3 separate regions of the Rattus norvegicus genome follow, and regions 1 and 2 are each linked to region 3. The links are chromatin contacts, called in public Hi-C maps. All regions are on one chromosome and are shown on one strand. The core of a region is the stretch at or near the end of the contact, and the rest is flanking DNA. Distances in the headings are between cores, read along the strand shown.

Region 1 (2,700 bases), core at 105-2,604, 250 kb before region 3:
GAAGTATTGATCTGCTGATTTTATCAAGTAGACCTTTCAGAAAGTCTGTAAACCTATGAGTACTTACTGATGCTTCCAGAATAAATCTCTTAGGGTCAGAAAGCTGCTATCAGCCCCTTGCCTGTTTTTCAGGCTGTTCTTGTTTTCCATCGAAGTCCTGTTCATAACTGACACTTTGGCTTGTTATTATGGGAAATGCACTTGCTTGCCTTCATTGTGCCTTCAGTCATAGTATCCTAATCTATGATCCCCTTCTACTTCCTGTTTCCTGTCAGCCCGAGGATTCCTGAAAGCCCAGACTTCTGGAGCTCTCCCTGTTCCTAACTACTTACACCTCTGAATTTATCATTCGTTCATCATCCCCGTTTTTCTAAAAACAGTGGTGCTGTATGTGGCAGGGTCACATGGGATAGACGCGACAGTACAGCCTGACACTGGTGTACTTTGTTCACAGCAGTGTTTTGAATTCTGGAGACCTAGCTAAGGATTGGAAGGCTTGGGTTACGGTTCTGCTCTGTCATCCATGAATGTGAATTTTGTTGTTGTTGTTGTTGTTGTTGCTTTGTAAGTTTCATGATTATGTGATTAAGTGCCTTTTCAGGGATTGTTAACATAGGATATACTTCCAGCATGCTATAAGCCAAGGCTAATCATGGAAAATAGGAATTGACATACAATAGATTGCTTTACAAAGTAAAGTGGGTTTTCAGAACCAGAGGGCAAAGATTAGTAAATAACAAACAAATCTGACATTACAGTTTAAATGAAGGCAGCCAAAGGCTGTTTAGATTTGAACTGCAGAGATGAGAGAATTGAGTCTTTGCATTAGAAGCTGTATTAAAACCTTTCAACCTCTGTGTATAAATAACATTGCAAGAAGTACAGAGTTTTACTATTATTTTAACAGAAGCCTCACTCTTCCCTTAAGCGATGGAGGAGGTTGTTAATTACATACACACACACACACACACACACACACACACACATACACACACACACACACATACACACACACACACACACACACACACACACACACAAATCCAGACAACCTAATATAGAATTCTTCATTTCTGACCACCGTTCCTTCATAAGACTCATTATAGCATTATAGAGGAAGGATAAACTCTACCCTACTTTTTTTGCTCTAATTAAAGGCTTATAAGATGCCACTATTTCATACGTTTTCCCAGCCCAAAGATCTGAAATCCTGGAGTAGTTCTCTACAGTATTATTTGGGATGAACGAGATCTGTCTTTGTGAAGTGGCTGAAGGCTTCAGTGTGGAATAGGAAGGGAGCTGTAGGGGACAGCTGACTACACGGATTGTCCAGCCTGGACAGTTAGCCCACAGTTTCCGTGATCAGTATTCTGGGCATAGCCCAGCTGCCTTCTCTGCTCAGACCTCACAAAGCTGTAACTAATGTGTTGGCTGGGGTTCCAGCCTCCTCCGAGGCTCAGGGTCATCTTGCAAGCTTATGTGGTTGTCAGCAGAAATCCTGAACTTGCAGCTGTCGAGCTCATGGTGGCTACTTCTTCAGAATCGGCATGGGAGCAGCTGACCTCAACCCACACTTTAGTCCCTCTCTTAAGGGCTTGGCTCTGATCAAGTCAGGCATACCCACGGTTTTTTCCTTGACGAACTAAAAATTAACTTATTTAAACCTTAAATGCGTCTTAAATTCACTTTGCACTCGTTGTATTCCGTTCCGTTGGAGCCAGCCACAGGTTTTTCCACGCACTTGAGAATGGGGGATTCTATATCTGAGTGATTCACTGAGGGTCACGTTAAGGCATGTGACTCTTACTTTTCTTTCTCTTCTGTTTTGAGTGTCCAGCCCCATACTTAGACAAGAGCTAGGGTTCTGTCAATGAATAGTTGACAGGTGAAAGAGCAGAAAACCACAGGTACCGAGCACTTCCTCAGGGTCTCTGCCTGCTTTCACTCTTCCACTGAGTGTCCTTGTGCAGGGTGTGATTTGTCTTGCAGTAGTGTGGTTCTGGTTCCTTAAAATAAATCAACGGAATGGCATCATTCTTCAGTGTTTGTCAAAGCCATCGAAATGATTGGTGAATCCATCCCTGAGGCCTCAGATTTGTAGTTTGTGGAATGATTTTCAAGCTACAGAGGTTAGGAATTAACCGATATTTATTCAATTGCAGATTTATTATAATTTGGAACATTCAGTGCCATTGTCAAAAAGTATTCTGGAAATCATGTACAATTTGTGTTCATTCTAAGAATGCAAAGGTAATTCAGTATTACAGAGTTTACACATATTATTCATCAAATAAACAATGGAGAGAGAAAACCATGAGATCATTGCCAGAGATCCAAAGAGACATTTGGACAAATGCAGTCGCCCTTCCTCCCTCCCTCCCTCCCTCCCTCCCTCCCTCCCTCCCTCCCTCCCTCCCTTCCTTCCATCCATCTCTTGACAGTGGCATTGCCATTATCCAAAGTGGAAAAAGATACACTTGGAATTGTATCTTATGTTTTAGACCTGGAGAAACTGCCAATGGCTTTGAGCCAGAAAAGTGAAGTGTAGAAGCATGTTAGCACTAGCAGAAGCCAGGCCTGAGTGACTTAGCCGCATGAGAGTGCTACTGATGGCTATGGCTAAAACCTAGAAAGTGTGTGAGGTGAGTCATATGGGGGACGGCAGACAAGATGGCTCCGCTGGTGCTTCCACCAAGCCTG
Region 2 (2,700 bases), core at 108-2,607, 180 kb before region 3:
TTGACAACCAACCAGAAACTGAACCTTCTGCTCATATTTATTATTTACATATTTACCCTCAATGAGAACCTGCTTAAGGTACAGAATGCACTAATAAATCTTCTGGTTACTTCGTCACTCTATATGTACATGTGGAAATAACAGCCTTCCTGGGAGAGTGTAAGTAAGGTCTCTTTGGATATGTTGCAGACAAAAATGAGATTGCTGTTCCCTGTGGAAATACTTCAAAGGCGGAAGCTTTCAGATCGCTTGCTGAATGTATAAGCAACTCATTATAGCTGTGTCAGCACCTCATTAGCACTCAACTCGGAAAGGATTTCTGGCTAGCTCATGAAATAACGGATTTGATAACTATCCCCAAGAGTGTAAAATAACTTTCCTTTGCTTAAAAATTTTACTTACTGGAGAAAGGCACAAAATTAGACTTGTAAAGTAGGACAAACCACCGTTTCGTTTCCCAAGTCACCGAGTATGAATGAGCCAGACCGTAATGAACAGGGTGTGTGTTTTTAAAGGGTCTAAAAAGCAGACGCTTAGAGTCTGTGCAGTCTAGTGTACGAGAATCGCTAGCTAGTTGTCTTCCCCAGAGGCCTGGGGACTTTAATCACGTACCAGGGCTTCCTTCCCTACAGTCAGGACTGAGGTGTAGGCTTCCAGATACACGCGACTGCAGCGTCTCACAACTTCCAGGCCCTTGACTGTGATGTCCTTGGCATCTCCCAGGCCCAAGCCGATCAAGTAAAGCATTCCGAACTCCAGGGAGGGGGAGACTGTGGAGCGAAGTGAACAACAAAAAGCGTCAGCTATCACCAGGGACCTAAAGTCTAGGGATGAAGATAAAAACCAAAGTTGCACCGCGCGTGCGTCTGACATTCATATCCTGCATACTCTTACAAAAGAGTGGAATGGCTGTTCTAGATAAAGTGTGCTTCAATTACCCGTTTATAGACTCGTAGGTGATTCGCTAATGCCCCTCAAAGTCTCACTACAATCTTTCTGTAATTGCAGACCCAAAACCACGTGCCCACCAGGGACCGATCTTCCGGGTTTCACTTACGGCGCCGTAAAGCGCAGAGCCCTTTACAGCACTTTACGACTGGCAGGAGGATTGCGGTTCCAGCAGCGAGCGATCGCGTCCCGCCAAGGCCCGCCCGGACTTGCAGACGCTAGAGCAGGGGTCAAGGGTCAGGAATGGGTCCAGCTGTGTGTCTGGAAAGGACCCAGCGTGCCCACGCTCCCGGCGATACAGGGCTCAAACATCCCCAAGGGCGTCCGGGTCGATGACGGTAGCTCCCAAACGTCCTCCAGATGCACGCTTGCCAGGAAAGCTAGAGGGACTTCCTTAACCGACCCAGCGTTTGCTCAACTTTGAATCCCGGCTCTGTGGATCTGCCTTAATTTAACCAGAGGTCACCTTGGTGAGGAGACAGGTTGGCTAGCCCTACTGAGTGTAGTTATTAAGTTCCCACGGAGGAAGGTTGTGACTCCTACTAGGGGTTTGTCCCTGGGATCTGATACCGAAATGCCCCCAGGGAATCTGCCTTAGTCACCCTGGGTCCTGAGTGACCTTTTAAGAGTGCTCAAGAGATGACTAAGTACGAATGTGATGACATATGGGGATGAAAAATGTCATAACGAAGCCCATTACTTAGTATGCTAACCAAAGGATAATTTATAAAAAGAAAGTAATGCTATGGCGGGGGTGGGGGAGCGCATAACAGGAAAGGAAGAGTGCTTCAATCCTCTCAACGGTTGTTGCAGAGATTCTTATAAAGAGATTGGTTACAAGCAGTTCCACTAAGGGAAAAGTCTGGACTCTTCCTAAATTCGCTGGTAACTTCATCCAAGTTGGAAAGACAGTTCATTGCTTCTGTTGGTACAGTGTACAAGCCATTCAGATTTCTCCTGCTTCCTTAGGTCTAGCCTTTTCCTTCAAGGGTGCACTTCAGATCTGATTCTCGCTGTTCCCACTAAATTGATTTATTCTTTGCACCATATTAAAATACGTACGTAAAATAGACTGTGGTGTAAATAGAAAGACCTAAAATTATAACAGAAGAAAGCAACAGAAAACAACAACAAAAACAATTGACCATATCTTAGGTATGATATCAAAGACATATTTCAAAGAGAGAAAAATAGTTGTACTTTAATAATAAAACCTCCCTTCAAAAGACTAAAGTCATACACCGAGAGAAAATGTTTGCAAACAAGAAATTTGACAAAGGATTTGTCAACAAAATAAAACAAAAAACAAAGCAAGTCCATCAAGATGCTGGTAAAGGAACTTGTCACACAAGTCTGACAACTTGAGTTTGATCCCTGGAACCCAATTAAAGGTGGAAGAAAAACTCCACAGGATTCTCCCCTGACCTCCACAAGCTGGTATCCCACACACTCTAACACACTAATGATACGCTAAAAATGAATTAAAAATCTAATGGGTTCTTAAATGCAACAAGAAAACAAACTCAATGTGAAAAAAAATGTGCAAAACATTTTGAATGACAGCAAATAAGATATGCTAATAGCAGATAAGCATTTTAAAATCTTTCTAAATCTAAGTACTAGAAACATACTTTTGAAAGTTCTTACATTTCATGTGTGTGAATGATTTCCCTGTGCATATGTCTCTGTACGGTATGTGCTTCTGGTGCCCATGGAGGTCAGAAGAGAGTGTCAGAATCCCTGGAACTGGAG
Region 3 (2,700 bases), core at 175-2,674:
ATGTGAATTAACAGTTACTTTTTTTTTTTTTTTTTGCAAGCTCATAAAATCCCAGAAGGTAGGGGTCTGTTGTTTGTTCCTTCAGTCTCTCTTGAGTCATTCAGGTACAGGGTGTGTCTGTTAATTGAAACTGCACAGCAGAGGAAGTTTTGTGATCACATCTGCTCAGGGTGGGAAGGCAGTTCGACCAGGGGACTTGGGTGGAACCTCTTTTTAACACTAGAGCAGACAAGGCATAAAGGCCCCGAGTCTGTTACTCAAACAAATCTGACCAAGGCCACTTTAGCCTCAATCTAGCAACAGAAAAAATGTGGGCCAGGTACGACTCTTTAGATTTGGGGGTCTCTTAGCTATCTCTCAAGTAGACAGGGAGAGAAGAGTCATCCAGCTTTAACCTAGGGGCTGTAGGCGCTGGCCTATGAAAAGCCAGGCAGTCCTTTTCCTTGTTGAAATTCCTGGACTGCCTGATTGTTTAAATCTCTGAGGCCAGGGCAACAGCCCACCTCCTCAAAGGCCTCTACGCTTCCCAGAATCTGGGGCACACCGCCTGGCTTTGCGCTCAGCTGAGCGAGGGGAACCCCCGCTCTACACCAAGCACAGCACTGGCCCACTTCACCGTGCACCCGGGGAAAGCCACTTTCTGCCCACCAGACCGCAAGTTTCAAGGCTTCACCAGGATCGGACTGGAGGGGGAGGAGGAGGAGAACTGCAGCTTTTCTGTGCCTGGAGGCTGCTTGCCTCGGACCTCCCTCTCTCGCAGTCCCTTCTCAGGATCTCCTCCCGGTGGCTTGGCGGCGACTCTCTGGGCAGTGGCTCGGGTTTCCCCTGACCTCGTGGAAGTGGACCCCAGGACACCGGTCCATTCTGATTACACCGATCCTCAGAGCTATGGGATCGGGGGCCAGGAAGATCCTCTACGAGACACAGGCTTGTCCTCTGTCCTCTGTCCTCTAAGATTTTAAACGAAGAAAAGTTTTCCCAGGGATCTTCCTGTCTAGTTTTGGAGTCTTGTCCCGCGCCGGAGACTGCGGGTAGCTGGCTAGAGGCGTGATTTGTGAATTAGAATTTAGGGGCTGCCAGGCTCCGCCCCTTCTCTACTGGTTGGGGCGGAGGGGTTCCTATTCATTTCGTCTTATTTCAGTCACTCTGCCCCAGATCTTTCTGGGAGGCTGCTTCTCAGCAGCCTGGACCCGGAGGGGCCCCCTGCCGCTGGCAGAGCGCGGAGGAGTTAAAGGCATTAACCCCTCCCACTCCCTTCCTAGAGGAGTCACCCAGCCTCGGCGGGGCGCTCAGAGACTTCGCCTTGCAGCGGGCAGCTCAGGCAGGGCTGGCTATTGGAGTGCACCGCCGAGGAGGGAGGGGATCCCAGCTCTGAGAACTTTGTGAGTGTGCTGGTCTCCGTCAGTCGCCGACAGCAGCAAGATGCGGATCGCGCGGTGTAGACCCGGAGCCCGGCGGACGCAGCTTCGTCCCGCTTGAGCGAGGTAGGGGGTTGTGAGCCTCGCAGGCTTTGGCGCGGGCTGCAGGGCGTCCAGGTGTCGAGGAAGAACCTTTAAACCCGAACTAAACAAACAAAAACTTTAGGGAAACCAAACCAAAGCAAACCAAACCCAGGCATCACCAGGATGCTACGGAGCCCATCTTGACTGACTTCTTCTTGGGGCACGGAGTTTATGAAGTTTGAAAAAGATTAATTTCCAAATTATAGGAAAGACTGAGGGAGGGCCGCTGGAGAAGCTGCGGTTCATCAGAACAGAGAAAAGGGGAGACGCTTATTTTGGGAAATCCTATAGACGAAATTATCAGGCATCACGCCAATGGTTTCCATTGCCTGAGAGTGGACTTTGCAGCATTAGAGTGGGGAAATGTGGAGTTTCGTAAGCTTTTGTCATAGAAATGACTTCAATGTCTCTAGGTCCCCCCTCCCTTCATTTGATATCGCGTTGATCAATTACCAAGCAGACTTTAGAGTACTTAATTAGCGCTGTGTGTCCAACTTAATTAGTGCTGTGTGTCCTTCCTTTAGGGATTGGTAGTTCTGTGAGAGGAGGCAATGTTAGGGTGTGGGGAGCTAATGAGGTTAAAACTGCCCATGCAAATTTAACAGTATATGTTCCTGGAAATTTTATGTACCTGAAGTTAGAACAAAGTGGCATGTTTCGTTATCGCTAGCAGGATGACTTTTGTGTGCATGCAAGTGTTGGCTAAAGTTAAAACTCTGAAGCAATCAGTTCATGTAGAAACTTCGAAGATTTGCTGCAATCTCTTAGGAGAGCTTCTCAATGAATATCTTTAAACGTAGTAAATTGACTCGTGGGGAGATTGGGTGGGGTGGAGGAGTAAAGAAAAAATTAAAAAGAAGAATAGGCAGTTGCTTCACGGAGGCGCCAAGCTCTTTCCTGTTTACTTCGAGGCCTGGCGGCCCACACCTCTGACCAGACCCTCAGCACACCTGCTCACAGGGAGTTATTAATAGAGCCCAGAAAATGACTTACTTGTCAAATGGCCCTCCTACAAAGCTACTTTCTTGCAAGGCAATGAGAAGGTGGGCTGATCTCTTTGAGTGGTGTGTGTGTGTGTGTGTGTGTGTGTGTGTGTGTGTGTGTGTGTGTGTGTGTTGTGTGCGTGTGTGTGTCTCGGGGTATGCATGTCTGCACTGTACCAGAACTGGAAGTTGGTGACTTTTGTGAGAAGAGGCCC

Evidence for each region. Hi-C and Micro-C count contacts between places; a contact is called where the count stands out from the background.
Region 1: a contact with region 3 is called in a Hi-C map of prefrontal cortex, with 2.7 times the contacts expected there. The contact joins the enhancer-like site here to the promoter of S1pr1 in region 3. A contact is called at or near these places in 10 of 12 Hi-C or Micro-C datasets (the A7r5 cell line, the Rat2 cell line, Schwann cells and 6 more) and 1 of 1 datasets of contacts at active chromatin or transcription factors (oligodendrocytes).
Region 2: a contact with region 3 is called in a Hi-C map of Schwann cells, with 5 times the contacts expected there. The contact joins the promoter of Dph5 here to the promoter of S1pr1 in region 3. A contact is called at or near these places in 10 of 12 Hi-C or Micro-C datasets (the A7r5 cell line, the Rat2 cell line, Schwann cells and 6 more) and 1 of 1 datasets of contacts at active chromatin or transcription factors (oligodendrocytes).

Annotation. Positions count from the first base shown.
Region 1 is chr2:206,565,320-206,568,019 of GRCr8, reverse strand. The region is part of intron 8 of Slc30a7 (solute carrier family 30 member 7); the gene reads left to right. Among named protein-coding and RNA genes, the nearest start is that of Slc30a7, 40 kb to the left of the region's middle. Within about 2 kb of position 1,354, at least 47 of the 93 cell types and tissues checked have an H3K27ac peak or open chromatin away from gene starts, as enhancers often do. A contact at or near this core is called in prefrontal cortex, where this site is marked.
Region 2 is chr2:206,488,213-206,490,912 of GRCr8, reverse strand. It overlaps Dph5 (diphthamide biosynthesis 5), which reads right to left and starts at 1,357. Exons shown (of 8, transcript NM_001017449.1): 1 at 1,058-1,357; 2 at 613-770. The coding sequence starts at 747.
Region 3 is chr2:206,312,794-206,315,493 of GRCr8, reverse strand. S1pr1 (sphingosine-1-phosphate receptor 1) reads left to right here and starts at 1,424. Exons shown (of 2, transcript NM_017301.2): 1 at 1,424-1,484.